Regions from separate parts of the Mus musculus genome. Here region 2 is linked to region 1. The links are chromatin contacts, called in public Hi-C maps. All regions are on one chromosome and are shown on one strand. Each heading gives the region's core, a stretch centred on a gene start, on an enhancer-like site or on the middle of the called end of the contact. The rest is flanking DNA. Distances are from core to core; before and after follow the strand shown. Region 1 overlaps Adk (adenosine kinase). Region 2 overlaps Adk (adenosine kinase).

Region 1 (3,082 bases), core at 295-2,794:
TGAACTTCATTACTTCATATTGTTAGTAATTCTCTTACCTAGCCTCTTTCCTGATACATTAGTGCCTCTCAGTTCACCTGGTTTGATGTTTGTGTGAGAATATTATAAGGGGGAACGTTTTGGCTTTGGAGACTGTTAGGTTTATTATACTTTTTTGAGGAAATCAGTTTGGGTAAGAGGTTTCTGGGAAACCCATGATCCACTATATCTCAGGGCATCCCTTCGAAGTGTGGTGGGAATGTGTGCTTGTAGTTAGAAACCTAAGGACCCGTGACGACTTTCCCCTGGAAGGAGCAGTCCTGTCCGTAGCTGTCTGCCCCCACAGAGCAGCCACTCATGAGCAATTCTGTCCTGAGTACTCACGGCCGTCTTGTCTATGAAATGAGGTGTTACTTCTTGCTATTCCTGCCTTTCCATGGTCTGTGGTTAAATGAGCCTGGCTCACACCACTCTCTTATCTCCCCTTTCCCTTATACTTTCCCTAGCTTTAATCACTATTTTTGTTCCTAAATTCATTACTGTTTGATTTCAAGTAGTACAAAGAAACACATTTCATGCTTTATTAGTTGTGTTCCTTGCCTTGTGTTTCTCATTTTCTATTAATTTTAGTATCATCAAGCTCTATAATGCTAAGAGCTCTTTTTACATGAAGCATTTTTTGCAATTGAATAAAACTTAGTTCATAGTACAAAAGGTTTACAATGCATTTTTTCAGCTATCCTGAAGTCTAGAACCTTAGTAATGGTTTTTTTTTGCATCTCTTACTCCTTTGTTCGCTTTAACCAGACTTCATTTGTTTATAGCTAACTTTAAAACTCTTCTTTGGTCTGTTTTTGTGAATATTTTGCTTATTCATTATTTTTCTTATTTATTCATACTTTTCTTTCTTTCCTTCTTTCTTTTCTTTAAAGATTTATTTATTTATTATATGTAGGTACACTGTAGCTGTTTTCAGACACACCAGAAGAGGGCATCTGATCTCATTACACATGGTTGTGAGCCACTGTGTGGTTGCTGGGATTTGAACTCAGGACCTCCGGAAGATCTGTCAGTGCTTTTAACCACTGAGCCATCTCTCCAGCCCCTTATTCATACTTTTTAGTTAGTCCCAGCATCAGAGGTAGAGGTGGGAGGATCTAGAAGGCAGGGTCACCCTTGGCTCACTACAGATGTCAAGGCTAGACTGGGCTGCTCAAGATCCTGTTTCAGCCTTTCTCTATATTGCCTTCACCGTAGCTTCGTATTTCACTTGGGTTTGGAATTTGAGGTTGAAATAGTTTCCTCAGCAATCTGAAGGCTGTCTTATTTTGGCAACTGGTGCTGCTTGTGGGAAATGGGGTGCCATGATTTCTATTCTTTCGTGGAGAATTATTTTTGTTTGAACTCTTAAAATCTCCTCTTTTTGCCCACTATTCTGTAATTTCTTTTAAATTAATTTTTTTATATGTATGAATATTTTTCCTCCGTGTATGGCTGTGTTACCACATGCATGCCTAGTGAGTCACATCCCTTGGAACTGCAGTTACAGCTGGTTCTGAGCTGCCACCTGGGTCCTGTGAGACAAACCTGGGTCCTCTGGAAGCATAGCCAGTGCTTGTAACCTCTGCATCATCTCTCCAGCCTAAAGCATTATGTATTTCTTAACGTGACATTTTTTTTCCCACCATGAATTTCTTTTCATTGGGCTGAGCATGTAATGACAGATTTAAAATGTCCTTTCTGACATTTTTTGTTATACAGTCTTTGGTAATTTCTTTCTATCATGTTCTCTAGAGCTATGAATTACTTTATAGTTTCCTGGCACTTAGAGGTTTTCTGATTTTTCCAGTATAAAAAATACATTTATAATTTTTAATGTATTTTTTACACAATTTTGCCACCTTTTCAATAACATATAACTCAATGACCTAGAATTTAAAATTTTAGTTGTAAGCTGTGTTGTAAAAGTTGTATTCACTACTTGTTATAGATAGCTATAGTAATTGTGTGTGTGTGCATACATGTATACACGCACACTTGCACTGACTCATGCTTGCCCACATATGTACATCTGGAGGCCAGAAATTCATATTTTTAGAGCTTTGTTTTTATTGTTTTTTAATTATGTGTACCTATGGGTATGCCCACTTGAGTGCAGTGGCTTTGGAGGACACTGGTGTCTGACTTGGAGCTTGAGTTACAAACTGTTCAGCCTCACTTGATGAGGGTGCTCACAACTGATGTGGCATCTTTGCTAGAAGAGCAGCAAGCGCTCATAATGCCTGGAATATCTTTCTAGCCCCCAGAGGTTGATATTGTAAAGTTTCATTTAGTGTAGGAGTGCCGAGACTACAGACATCTATGGCATCCAGCTTTTCATGGACTTCCAGGGATGGATCTCAGGTCAGGTCATCAGACTCCTCTGTCACTCAGCCACCTTTCTGGCCCTCCACATTGCATCTTCAAACAGCCTCCCTCACAGAAACAGAGCTCACTGTTTTATGTAGATTGACTGGCCTGCAAGCATGTAGAATCCAACTGCCTCCTTACCGCAGCAGTACCAGACACCTGTGGTTTCTGAGAGCTCACTAGAGCTCACTGATTTAGGTAACCGACGTCTCCTGTCTCCCCCTCACAGGCCTGGGGATCTGAATTCAGGTCGTTGTGCTTACACAGCACCCACTTTACCAGCTGAGCCATCTCCTGATCCTCTGAGCACCAGACCTTTTTTTAAAAGATTGATCTATTTTCCCTTGGAGTATTTTTCACTGAGTATATGTACGTGTACTGCCTGTGTTTAGTCCCCTGCACCCAAGTCAGGCACCTCAAAACTGTCTGTAACTCTTGCACCTGGGACTTCACGCCCTCTTCTGACCTCCAAGAGACCCATGATGACAGACATGCACATAGAAAAATAAAATAAATAAATCTAAACAAAATTTTTAATGGAGAAATCTTAAAAATGAAATAAAGTAGCCCTAACCTCACGGAGCAATTGTTGATAAAGGTATGAATGAAGGCACCCTGGAATGCTACACATAACTAGAACTGAATTAGAATCAAATGCCTTTTGGAAGAATTACTGAAGACAAAGCAACAATGG
Region 2 (3,082 bases), core at 151-2,650, 220 kb after region 1:
CTCTTGGTTACTTGTGTATCATTTTTAATTGTATGGAGCCTTTTTCTGTTTTTAATTCTGTTCTTAATTTCACATATGTCTAAAAAGTTACTTTAAACATATTTTCTTCAAATGAAACATGATTTTAAATTTCATTCCTGCTAAATTAATTAAGAAACCTCCCTATTTGGGGGCACTTTCGTTCTCTCCCCATCAAAGATCTCACACAAAGCGTTGCAAGAATTATTGTCTACTATCCCCTGTGTTTTACCCATACTGGCTGTACTAAGACTTCCACTGTTAAACCATGTCAGCTCTTAAAATCAGGGGCTCAGCTACTTCTAAGACAAGAGCCATCTTGGTCACAGCTGGACACTGAAGTAGTTTCCTGTTCTAGATATTTTCTGTCAGCTCCTCTGAACAGGCTCCTCACTCTTTTGTTCTTCCCTGTCTGTACCCAGGAGCCCTGAAAAAATAAATGCTAAGTATTAGTAACATGGAGAAAAAATGGACATTAATCTGTGAGACTCTAAATTATTTAAAGGATCGTTCTAGAAACCTCAGGTGCAAGGCTGCTGGGTGAAAGGAAAGCACATTCAGAAAAGGTGAGACACAGGAGTGAGATCACCGTCGTAGAGTACAGCCTGCCTGGTACCGTGGCATGCTAGCGTGTCTGCATTCTCCTGGAGTAGTGTCATATCCCTAGCATTTGCCTGTAGCATTTGCCTGCAAACAGCATTGGCATGACTGTTCCTTAACAGCTAAGTAAGCGACACACTGGATTCCAGCAGTTTAAGATTGCTGCCTGTGGTCCTTGTGACTTTTAAAGAGTTCCTAACAGGACAAATGCATAAGCCTGGCTCTCAGGACGTAACACGTATTAAGACCTCACTTGCAGTTCTATTTCTCAGATTCGTGGATATGATTAAAATTAAAATGGAATAAAACTTTTAAACGACAGTTAAATAAAATCCAAATTGATTGTGGAATAAAGGGCAAATTGTAACTCGTAGTCATGTGGCTCCAAGTTCTATGTTTTAAAATTCCTCGAGAACTGGCACAAAGTTCTCCTATAATAATTTCTGCCTCTTAAATGACAGGTGCCCCATCTTTTATTGTAGCGTTGAAATTCCCATCAAGTGAGAAAGGCACAATGTAGAATTTATGAGGACTTGCCTCCTGACTTGAGCCACGGAAACACTACCACAGCGTCTACCCTCAGCCTTTTCCTGTGTCCCTCTCCCCTGTTGTCCTCTGGCCTCCTGGGTCTTTATTTTTTTCTTCCTATTCATGTCACCTAAGGCATCCCTCCAGCACATGGCTCTTGTTTCTACTTCTGACTACATCTAAATGCCATCTGTAAAGTTAGAGATTCTTACGGAGCTTGTGTTTAAACCTCACGAGTGTCAGCACATTGTTTCAAACTGCAACCTAATTATTAAATGTAAGTTTGAAGACTGGTGATGATTCATATTTCCCAGCATCCATACTTTGCAGTTTGTTTTTCTTGGCAAGAGTTTGTTTCAAGTATCCATGAATGAAGAGAAAGGTTTCTTGTGTTTTGATTTCTAGAAAGAAGTAATGAGTCTTTTCCTGCCATCTTTTAAGATATTATTTTACCTTTTATAGATAGCAGGGTTTAAATCTGTTCATTAATATTATAGGCCAGTTATTTCTTAATCTGTAGACTTTTCCTTAGGGGACCCTCCTTAATTATCTATGACTGTTAAAGCCCACCCCCTAAAAACGTCCATTTTATGGTCACTGAATTTCAGTTAGAAAAGATTTTCACCTGAAAGTCGTTATTTATATTATGAAAATTGGTGGGTTTATGTATCATTGCTTAAAATGGTTTGTGTTTATGTTTTCTCATGTGTCGTTGAAGAATTTTCACTCTTCCCTCCACATGGACCCTACAGTGCACGTGTACCCTCAGTCACACCTCTAGGCTTAGTCCAGTTCAGCCTCTTCCTGTGTCGTTTCCCTTTAAGTTAAAAATTCGATACCCCTACTTTTACTTTTCTTCTTTATTTTCTTTGTCTCATTTTATTTAATCGAAGGAACCCGTAAGACTGTCATATAACTAGAAATAAATGGTATCTTATATGTTTGTCCATTACTAAAATTCATAAAGAGGTGGAAAATGATGACTGCTACCTTCCTTTATTCTTACCACAGATACTGCAAGAAAATAAAAAATAAAGCACCCAGTCATCATAGCCAAGAGAGTCTACATAACACTGTCCGTGCCTGTGGAGCATCACATGAGGGCTAACACTGTCCCGGTGATAGCATAGCGGGGGCACTCATCAAACGTCGTCCAACATCCACTGAATAGTATGAGTGTGATGTATTTGACTTTGAGGATATTACTGGGAGTTCATATTTCATTCCACAACCGTTCAGAAAGTTTTCTTTGGTAACACTCAGTGATTTGGAATGCTTTTGAAAATCTGAGATAGAACAGACCTTGAGGCTTAGTGTTCGCTACCTGAACTATCATTTTCTAGACTAGTGTCTCACTGGTTAGCTGCACTACCAGCCTTGGCTTATCATGTTTACTTCAATAATACCTTTGTTTTGTTGTGCTTTCTTTTTTTTGACCTTACCATCTTTTTAAAATAAATGTAGATCACTATCCTCTGCCAGCAGTGGGAATGTCAAGGCCACCACTGTGAAAGAGAATGTACTGGTAACTCAGTCTCCACAGCAGTGCTCAGAAGGGGCCTCCGTCTGTAAACTCTTTCCTGTGGAAGCAAGTGGAACTGAGTTCAGATTCCTATTTACAAAGCCGAGCAAATCAGCAAGTTCTTATCATGCTGGTACTGGGGAGGGAGAGTAGGAGGATCCCGGAGCTGGCTGGCCAGCTAGTATAACTGAATCTGAGGGTCCCGGCCACTGAAAGACAGGCATAAGGTGTGGGGCAAAAGGAAAAGAAATGCAGTGTTGCCCTCTGGGCTCCACACATGCACATACACACACACAATTAAAATGGCTTTACAAAGCCGTTGTGTCCTAGTCACTCTTCTATTGCTCTGAAGAGACACAATGACCAAGGCAAATTAAATGAGAAAGCATTTAAATAGGGGCTCGCTTACTTTGT

Evidence for each region. Hi-C and Micro-C count contacts between places; a contact is called where the count stands out from the background.
Region 2: a Hi-C map of embryonic fibroblasts shows a contact between it and region 1, with 9 times the contacts expected there. The contact joins two enhancer-like sites. A contact is called at or near these places in 1 of 15 datasets of contacts at CTCF or cohesin (pro-B cells), 6 of 484 Hi-C or Micro-C datasets (the HL-1 cell line, the N1E-115 cell line, Th1 cells and 3 more) and 3 of 9 other capture datasets (adipose tissue, liver and pancreatic islet).

The regions. Positions count from the first base shown.
Region 1 is chr14:21,133,962-21,137,043 of GRCm38.p6, forward strand. The region is part of intron 3 of Adk (adenosine kinase); the gene reads left to right. Among named protein-coding and RNA genes, the nearest start is that of Adk, 83 kb to the left of the region's middle. Within about 2 kb of position 1,545, at least 8 of the 459 cell types and tissues checked have an H3K27ac peak or open chromatin away from gene starts, as enhancers often do. A contact at or near this core is called in embryonic fibroblasts, where this site is marked.
Region 2 is chr14:21,350,406-21,353,487 of GRCm38.p6, forward strand. The region is part of intron 7 of Adk (adenosine kinase); the gene reads left to right. Among named protein-coding and RNA genes, the nearest start is that of Gm52152, 67 kb to the right of the region's middle. Within about 2 kb of position 1,401, at least 29 of the 459 cell types and tissues checked have an H3K27ac peak or open chromatin away from gene starts, as enhancers often do. A contact at or near this core is called in embryonic fibroblasts, where this site is marked.